3 separate regions of the Rattus norvegicus genome follow, and regions 2 and 3 are each linked to region 1. A link is a contact called in public Hi-C data. All regions are on one chromosome and are shown on one strand. Each heading gives the region's core, a stretch centred on a gene start, on an enhancer-like site or on the middle of the called end of the contact. The rest is flanking DNA. Distances are from core to core; before and after follow the strand shown. Region 1 has its middle 340 kb from the start of Klf6. Region 2 overlaps LOC120097919 (a long non-coding RNA gene). Region 3 has its middle 40 kb from the start of Akr1e2.

Region 1 (2,996 bases), core at 346-2,845:
ATTTCAAACATTTTTCATTGGAGCAGAAGGACTTTCACTCCGGGACTCTTGTGAGGAGAAGGCAGGGCGGCATGAGACTTCAGATATAGTACAAGTAACAGCAAAGGGACATGAGACATTTGGATGAAACCTGGACTAGCATCAGGGAAAGGACTTTCATAGAACAGCCCCTGCTTCAGTCAATCAGAAACATCTTAGAGCAGTGACAGGTGGCCTTGAACTTGGCACTCAAAAACAAGACCGTTGAAATGCTGTGCCAATCACCCTCTGGTTTTGGCTTCACGCTTACACAACTCAGATTCCAAAAATATTTGTTTTGCTTCCTAGTTAAAAATAAATAAATAAAATTCCCTTTTAGAACTCAGTGCATAGCTTGCCCTAGAAAAAAAAATACCATCATATGGTCTGCAATCTGTTGCTAGGGACTGAAGTCTCTCCACTTAGTATGGGACTCTGAAGCCTGTTTCTGAGTCTTTACTCCCAAAAATGAGGGTCATCAAATGAACCTCTCTCACCAGGACCAGGAGTTGCCGGACTTTAATCCCAGATACCTGGGAGGCTGAGGTAGAAGAACTGTGAATCCAAGATTTGCCCACACTACAGAGTGAGTTCAATGCCATGCTGGGCAAATCAGTGAGACACTGTCTCAAAATAAAAAAGCATCAATAAGGTTTAGTACTCACCTAGCATGTTTAAGGCTCTAATTTCAATCCCCAGTGTTTCAAATACATAAATGTAAATAAGTACAAGTATATGCAGTAGAAAAGCTTTTCTACATGGTTGAGATGCAGTCACACCGGCGGCAGAAACCTTGGCATAGCTTTTCAACCTCTCTGACTGAGACGAAGCACACGCTGGAAACCAGGCTGCTGCTCCTGTAGCCAGTGTGAAACAACTCAAGCCATCTTAAATTCTAGTCCTCTGAGCTTCTTTATTGTTAAAAACTTGGAAGCTAACGTCAAGTCAACCCACCCCACCCCCAACAATCCCCAGGGAGGATTTCCTACATGTCTGCGTTGACCTATTGGCAAATAGAAACCCAGTATAGGGGCAAAAGGAGAGGCTTGGCCACATGTATTTCGAAAGGTATGATCTCCAGCCATGCTATGAAAACATCAACATTGCCTCCCCCACCCCCGGAAGCTGGGGAGGAAATAAGTTCTTCAGCTCACTGCTATAAGCAAAACATTAGGGGTTCCTCACCTCTGTCTACGGCATGGCAAATTCCTCAAATATCCCCTCAGATTGTGTGAACCCCTACACTTCCAGAGAATTAGAGGAGGGCTGGAGCCAAACCAAAGCAGTGTTGTCCAGCTGAGCGCCACCCTGTAGGGACCATTAGTTTCCAAAACGAAGGCAGAGGATGCATTGAGGAGGAAGGCCTCCATCAACACTCTCCCTGCTTTCCTCAGTGGGAAAAGTTAGTTCAAGCTGGACTCTAAAAAAGATTAGAGGAGCCACGGTGGTTTGTCTGCCCGAATTCTCTTCTCGAGCTTTTTTTTTGGCTGTTAGCGATGGCTCAATGAGTCATACAGTTCACAAGCAATTTTCACAAAGGGAAACACCTCTCTACGTGAAATATGATTCTCCTCTGAAGACAGACTGTGTCAAAACAACGGTTGACTCATCACTTGCTGCGAGCCTTCAGTGTTTCCTACTGGAGCCTGCACGGAGGATTGGCTTTTAGCTGTGAGCCCTCTGAAAGGCAAGCCTGTTAAAAATCAACAAGCCAAATCTCCTTGGGCTTCCCTCTCAGTAAACCAATTACTACCTACCCTTTGCGCAGGATTGGGGCACAGGAAGCCTCACCTGATTGGGGTGTTTAGAGAGCAAAGTGCCTAGCTGAGTTTAGAGAGAAGTCAAGAAGAATAGTGGTGGTTGGGTGAGGGAGGTTCGAGGGGGACGGAGGGAGATAGAAGAGAAGGGGCCAGCAGAAGAGGAAAAGGAAAGGGGGGAAAAACAAAAATAGAAAAGGGGAATAAGCTGCTTAAGGAAACGGAACTGCCTTCCTCCATGAGAAGCCATGTTAATAAATAAGCCAATGAAGAAGTAAGTTGTGGAGGCAGAACAAACCTGAAGATGCCTGGGCTTACAAGCCCGCCTAGTCTGCTGTGGTAAATTCCAATCCAAGGAGAGACTGATGAAAACAAGGGAATAGCTGTCAGAGACATTACATCCAAGCGTGTTCTCTGGCTTGCACTCTCACAGACCACATGTGCATACACACACCATGTGCACACCTGCGTACACACAAACCACTGCCATCGCAGAAGAACGAGCCCAGAAAAGAAATTAGAACTGAGGGGCAAAAAAAAAAAAAAAAGAAAGAAAAAGAAAAAGAAAAAGAAAAAGAAAAAGAAAAAAAGGAGAAAGAGGAGGAAGGGAAAAGATGGAAAGGCAGAGGGGAAAAAAGGGCTAGTTTGGCTACCACAAAAATGTGGTAAGGATAAGGTTAAGTCATGGGTGGAGTTTTGTTCTGTGGTTCTGATCCTCAGAAATCATTTTAAGCAATACATTGCTAACTGGTCTTATCTAATATGTAAATGTCAACACCCATCAGTTTGCCTCTTGTCAAACACGCAGAGCAGCAAAAGCATTTGTATTTCTCCTACAGGGTTAAAAAATTCAGGGCTTCCCACTAATCAGCAGTCTTTCCTGGGCAGCCCGGACCATTCACTTTGTCCCAGGACTTATTTGTAACTGAAGCCGAGAGCCTTTTTCTCCAAAGAAAGAAGGATCCTATGCTGAGTGTCAGTCAGATGTGGTCAGGGCTGGTTTGGGTTAGATGATTCAGCTGTTTTGTGTGTATGCGTGTGTTTCTCAAGATGCTTTCTGATACTCCTGACAAAAAAATATCTTGTGTGATCTTGTAACAAATTAAACAAAAAGACAAGCCACGGAGGGCTGACTATTTGAAAAGCCGAAACCACAAAAACCTCAGATTCCTGCTGACCTTCCAGGAGGAAGACCTGGCTGGAACTTCAGTTAAATTGTAA
Region 2 (3,011 bases), core at 429-2,928, 1.4 Mb before region 1:
CTTTCTATTCTCTATCTCTGGTTGCTATCTTCTGTCAATAGACACATATGTATGTATGTATGTGTGTATGTGCATATGTAATGCATGCATATATGTATGTATGCATGCGTGTATGCATGTATGTATGCATGCATTTTGTATACAGGTATGTGTGCATGTATGCATGTATGCATGTATGCATGTATGTGTGTATGCATGTATGGATGTGTGTATGTATGAATGTATGTATGTCTGTATCCAGAAATCATTGATCTATCAATAACACATGTACTGTATATCAATCTGTGATCTTTTTAATGCCCACTCACAAGCTTATCTAACATCTATCAAGATGTCTAGTCTCTCTTTCAATTGTTTATCTACCATCTATGTTTTCCTTCCTGTCTGCTCACTGATTATCATTTATCTGTCTGTCTGTCTGTCTTTTTTTCGTTCTATCTCTATCTTCCTATCTATCATGTTAATATGTATCATTAACCATATTAAATTACATTTATTTTAACTAATGTATATCTCAAGAACCATCTATATGAATGTTATATGTTGTTCAGTGAATATATGCCTTGTGTACAATTTGATCAAATTAAACATATCTACTTCAATAGTCATCATTTATTCATCACAACAATCAGATTAAAAACTTTATACTTCTCTAGTAATTCAGTTGCAAGTTTGATAGTATTGATAAAATATCACTGTGATTCATAATGTTCTTGAATACATCATTCTGGAGAATCTATCTATTTCCTCATCTCTAGAAACCTCCCAACCTTCTCTGTGTCATAGTTTAACAAAACTGACAAAAGGACATGATAAATTTCTCTAACATTTAACTTAAATTCAAAACAAGTATTTGTAGTAGGCTCACAAGAAACACCTTCTTAATGCTTCTCCATTCCTTTGGCAGATTTTGAGTCCTGAATTCTGTAAATGACTCACTATGTGGGAAGCCCATAGTCATCAGGGTGTGGCCTGCAAGACTTTCTACCTCATGGTGGGAAGACATGGAGTTCCTAATCTTTTAATTATTAGCTGTAAATGAATGGGTGCAGAAAAGAGAAGACATTACGATGCCATTGTCTGTAGGCCCTGCCCTGCAGCTGTAGTCAGCTTCAGGGGTGTGGCAGAGACTGTTTTCATTGTTTCTGTGTTTACTTCCTACAATAGTCTTCTTCATAAATTTCCTTATTACCATCTGTGTGGAAACAATCATTTGTTGCCCTATAGAAATGGGTGGTGTTTCACTGTTTATAGTGTTAATATTGTAGAAAGCCAATACACAGATTTTGTATCTTGTCTGTTTTGTCAGTTATGAAGTCACCTTGACTGAAGGATGGCATGCACACTTTGCAAATTTCAGTAATAAAATCCAGTGAGTGTGTTTGAAGTCCTCTATCTATAAGAAATAAAGTCGAAGGCACAGCGTGTCTCCTTTTGGTGGCTTCAACCTTCTTTTCCACCTTTCTTCCTCCTCCTAAGTGCTGAGGAAACTTTCTGCTCTGGGTTTGTGTTCACTGTCTCATATAATTCCTAAAGAAATTGATAGAAGTTGATGAGAATAGTCGTTTTTCATTTCCTGCCCTCAGGAAGCAGGGAGTCTTTGTAGGATCCCAAAGACAGACTTTAAAATTGCACATATGGGTGTGTGAACTCAGGTGACTGCATCAGTCTTTCAGTCCACTTGACTCTCTTGGCTACTAATCTACATAACTATGGAATTGGAAGTCTAGACCTAGGAAGCTGGAGTAATGGAGCTAAAAGAATCACCAGTGGGGCTGGAGAGACGGCTGAGTGGTTACGAGCACTGACTGCTCTTCCAGAGGTCCTGAGTTCAAATCCCATCAACCACATGGTGGCCTACAACCATCTGTAATGAGATCTGATGCCCTCTTCTGGTGTGTCTGAAGATAGCTGCAGTGTGCTTATATATAATAAATAAATTAAAAAAAAAAAGAATCACCACCAACGTAGAAGGAATATGAGGATTAGGGAAAGTGCATGCATAAGAGAAATTAGAGAGTTCACTTACCTAGCTACTCTAGGGTCACCCAAAGATCATTCTTATGGCAAGATTTCTGGATTTCTCACAATGTACCCCCACCCCTCATAAAAAGTGAAGAGATGGCTAGGAGAACCCATCTCTACCCCTTTCTGTATGTCTCAGCAACACATACGTGGGAACATTCTAGCAGCATCCTTGGTGGTGAAGATGAGTGTGCTGAGAGATATTCATGTTGAAGGGAAACATACATAAACAGTCATGACTCCCCAGTTTTATCGATTATAAAACTTCAGTGAATTGAGAAGGCTCTTGTCGAACACCCCTAACTATTACTTTATATTCGTGATCATAGAATAAAGTAGATATTCATTATCACACAAGAAATTCTCAACGATGTTCATGTCAGTTGTGGTCTAGGATGATATTAAAAGAACAGAAAAGGATGAAAGATAAAAATGAAAGCCTGAGTGAAATTCAGCTTTTTGGTTACACAGTGTATTTGGGCCACAGGAAGCCCCATGGAATAGTAATCAGACCGCATCTCACCCATGAAATAGATGTTTTGTGAGGAAGTTAATCTCTTTCAATCTGCAGAGTCAAAATCGAGATCACGCCTATACTTCAGATGACACATGCCAAAATCATGCAAAGATTAACCAAAGGGCACTCCTCGGCCTTGCACAAAATCACAAACATCCAACAAATGTCTCTCCAGAGGTCACTTGCTGCACTGTACTTACCCCTCCAGCATTAAGCTTGCTGTGGAGGAAGGCGTGTTGCTGACCTCCATTATTTCTGTGTTGGGAGAGCGATGAGAGTGTTAGAGGAGTTGATAATGCATGTGTCACGATGTCCCTTCTACAAGTTGTATTTCTCCTACGGCCACCTAATATTTCATTCCTAGAATACTCAGTGACAGCAAGAATCTGAATGTGTTTTTGCTTCCTGCCTTCCTGCTGCAGCGGTTTGGCAAAGAAAACATTCATTTACAATTTATGGAGAAGCTGCA
Region 3 (2,914 bases), core at 292-2,791, 1.5 Mb before region 1:
GCAGAATTCCACATTATCAATTAACTTGGAGCTAGAAGGATAATAGCATCAGATTTCTGCAAGTTATCAGAACAACTATCCCAGACCTTCCTCCTGCCTTCCCTGTCCCTCACTGGAGAATACAGATTAGCAAGGACTAGTATGTTAGGTGGGTAGATTTTGAGAGGATCCCAGTCTTACTGGAAGGATAAAGATCGAAACCTGTCCCAGAGACAGAATTACTTGGTACTAGCATTCGATGATTCTTGCTTTGAAACTACTGGTGTGTCTTGGGAAGGGCTCTCTAAGTGTTTCTCCATAGTATCTATTCTGGAAAAATTGTAAAGTATGTGTTTGGAGAATGGCTTAAAAATAAACAAGAGGGACTGGAGAGATAGGGAAAGACGTTCAGTGGGTAAGAACGTTTTTCTATAAAAGCATGAGTACATGAATTCAAGTCCCCGGGAGTCATAAATGCATACTAATGCACACTCATGTGCACACACCGCACCCCTACATAAAAGGAAATTTAAAAACAGTGTTGGCTAGTTTTATGACAACTCGACACAAGCTTAAGTCATTTGAGAAGAGGAAACACGTAATGAAAAAAATGTCTCCATAAGATCAGGTTGCACGAAAGCCTGTGGAGCACTGCATCCTTTTTTTTTTTTTTTTTTTTTTTTTGGTTCTCTTTTTTGGAGCTGGGGACCGAACCCAGGGACTTGCGCTTCCTAGGTAAGCGCTCTACCACTGAGCTAAATCCCCAGCCCCTGGAGCACTGCATCTTAATTAGTGATCACTGGGGAAGGGCCCAGCCCATTGTGGGAAAACCCAACCCAGAGTCTGGTGGTTCTGGGTGCTATAAGAACTCAGGCTTAGCAAGCCATGTGAAGCAAGCCAGTAAGCATCATTCCTCCAAGACTTCTGCTTCAGCTTCTGACCTGTTTTAGTTCCTATCCTGGCTTCCTTCAGGGATGAACAGAAGATGTGGAGGAGTAAGCTGAAGAAACCCTGTTCTCCCTAAGTGGCTTTGGTCGTGGTGTTTGGTCACAACAATGATAACTCTAACCAAAGGGAATAAAATTGATCCAAACAAAGCCTTAGTAATGGATGAGTCAAAGAGTCACATCTACCTTACCCTCTGTACTCTTTTCTAGAACTTTCATCAGACAATGACATCATTTGCAAGAAATAAGGAAAAAGTGTTCTAAAAATTAAATTCAGCTACATATATTTATATAACGTCCCACCTTCCTCCTGTCTACCCTGCCATTCCCCCTCATCAAATTCCTGGCCTTTTTTCTTTAACTAATTTTGTTTTACAACACGCACGCACGCACGCACACACGCACGCACGCACGCACGACTTGCTGCTTGAATTTAGTGTTGTTTGCATTTTCATTATTTTAGGACTGAAGATCCGTCACTATTGTTGACGCTCTATGCATTTTAGACACAGAAGTAGGGAGGTTTTCAGCTGGAAAAGACAAAAGCAATCTGCTTTAGTGAACCCAAGCAGTGAGAATTTCGTAGTCTCGAGGTTCTATTTCCTGTTTCCTGCAGATGGCGCTAAATCCTTAGACATGTTCACATTGCTTGGCATTTCCGGGAAAGGGACTGCTTGTTTGCTGCTGAATTCTCCTAATTGTTTTGACAGTAAGTGGTGCTATAGTGTGCAAGATTTAATCCTAAAGACAGTTTATTTAAATTATTAAAAACAAACAAACAAACAAAGCCCCAAACACTACGTTTTGGCAACTGGCATCTGTGGTTGTGTCCAAGTCCTGTAAGAGGCTTTTAATAGAAATGACTAAGGACGTCGCGATCCTGTGCTTTTATCAAAGGTCGTGTCTGTCTTCTTCCTCTTTTTTTTTTTTCATAAAAATCCTAAAGCTGTTAAAGTGCCCATTATCCATTGTTCCTACTCATTTCCGGTTCCTCTGTTGCTTTGTATGGCTGAATGGCCATCTATGACAACGGTAAGGCGTTCATAGTCTTCCCCTTAGTCAGTTAAGGAACACTGCCTAGCTGTGTCCTGAGAGGCACTTTATTACTTCCCCATATGGTTCCAAGGGGAAGTTAGAGTACAATGTGACTCAGCGACAGGAAACTCAAAAAAAAAAAAAAAAAAAAAAAAGTGCCACCAACGAGAAAACAACAAAACGCTTCTAAAAGCTGCATTTGAGCCAAGAGTGTGTCTTCCTGACACTGTCGTTGTTTATTGATTCCAGAACCGAGTAGAAAGGTTTTTATGCCCTCAGGAAGAAATTATAAAATAATGCTTAAGGGTTTCTAAATATCATCGTTGATGTAAAAATCTCCCCCCCCCCTTTTTGTGTTAAAGCAGGCAGATTTACTCATGTCTGAGATGACATTTTAAGTTCTCCAACATGGTGCAGATATGTCTAATTTCTCAAAAATAAGGAAGGGGAACCTTCAGAAATGTTTTTAACATATTTTTACGTGTCCCCCCCAGGCCCTGGTTTCGTGACCAGTTTTTATTTCTTCAACGAAATAATAATTCCAGGCAAAATGAAATCAAACAAATGTCTGAAACAAATGGCTTCTACAAAAAGAGGTAACGGGGGGACTAAGAATGGAGAATGTCCCCACTTGGGAAATAACCAATGTGTGTGCTTGTGTTGTGCTTCTGCATTCTTATCCTGAGCTTAAGACAACTATAAATATTTTGAAGTTCATGCAGGATGCATGATTGACTTCAGAGTAAATTCCAAGCTCCATATTTTAAAGTTATGTATTAAAACATCTAGCATTCTCAAGTACCTTTTAAAGCTATGGCATCCTCAATCGCCCATATTTTTCAAATGGATTGATACATAAATTTGAAATGTGACTTCATTTTATTGATATATGAGTTTTAATTTTATATTTCAACTAATACACAAAATATTACAGTACTCAATTTTGTGGACTA

The links. A called contact is a pair of places that touch in the nucleus more often than the background predicts.
Region 2: a contact with region 1 is called in a Hi-C map of the Rat2 cell line, with 13 times the contacts expected there. The contact joins two enhancer-like sites. A contact is called at or near these places in 4 of 12 Hi-C or Micro-C datasets (the A7r5 cell line, the Rat2 cell line, Schwann cells and 1 more).
Region 3: a Hi-C map of the A7r5 cell line shows a contact between it and region 1, with 11 times the contacts expected there. The contact joins two enhancer-like sites. A contact is called at or near these places in 4 of 12 Hi-C or Micro-C datasets (the A7r5 cell line, the Rat2 cell line, Schwann cells and 1 more).

The regions. Positions count from the first base shown.
Region 1 is chr17:69,114,945-69,117,940 of GRCr8, reverse strand. No RefSeq gene overlaps it. Among named protein-coding and RNA genes, the nearest start is that of Klf6, 340 kb to the left of the region's middle. Within about 2 kb of position 1,595, at least 19 of the 93 cell types and tissues checked have an H3K27ac peak or open chromatin away from gene starts, as enhancers often do. A contact at or near this core is called in the A7r5 cell line and Schwann cells, where this site is marked.
Region 2 is chr17:70,472,253-70,475,263 of GRCr8, reverse strand. All of the region lies in intron 2 of LOC120097919 (a long non-coding RNA gene), which reads left to right. Among named protein-coding and RNA genes, the nearest start is that of Akr1e2, 170 kb to the left of the region's middle. Within about 2 kb of position 1,678, at least 4 of the 93 cell types and tissues checked have an H3K27ac peak or open chromatin away from gene starts, as enhancers often do.
Region 3 is chr17:70,604,433-70,607,346 of GRCr8, reverse strand. No RefSeq gene overlaps it. Among named protein-coding and RNA genes, the nearest start is that of Akr1e2, 40 kb to the left of the region's middle. Within about 2 kb of position 1,541, at least 23 of the 93 cell types and tissues checked have an H3K27ac peak or open chromatin away from gene starts, as enhancers often do. A contact at or near this core is called in the A7r5 cell line and Schwann cells, where this site is marked.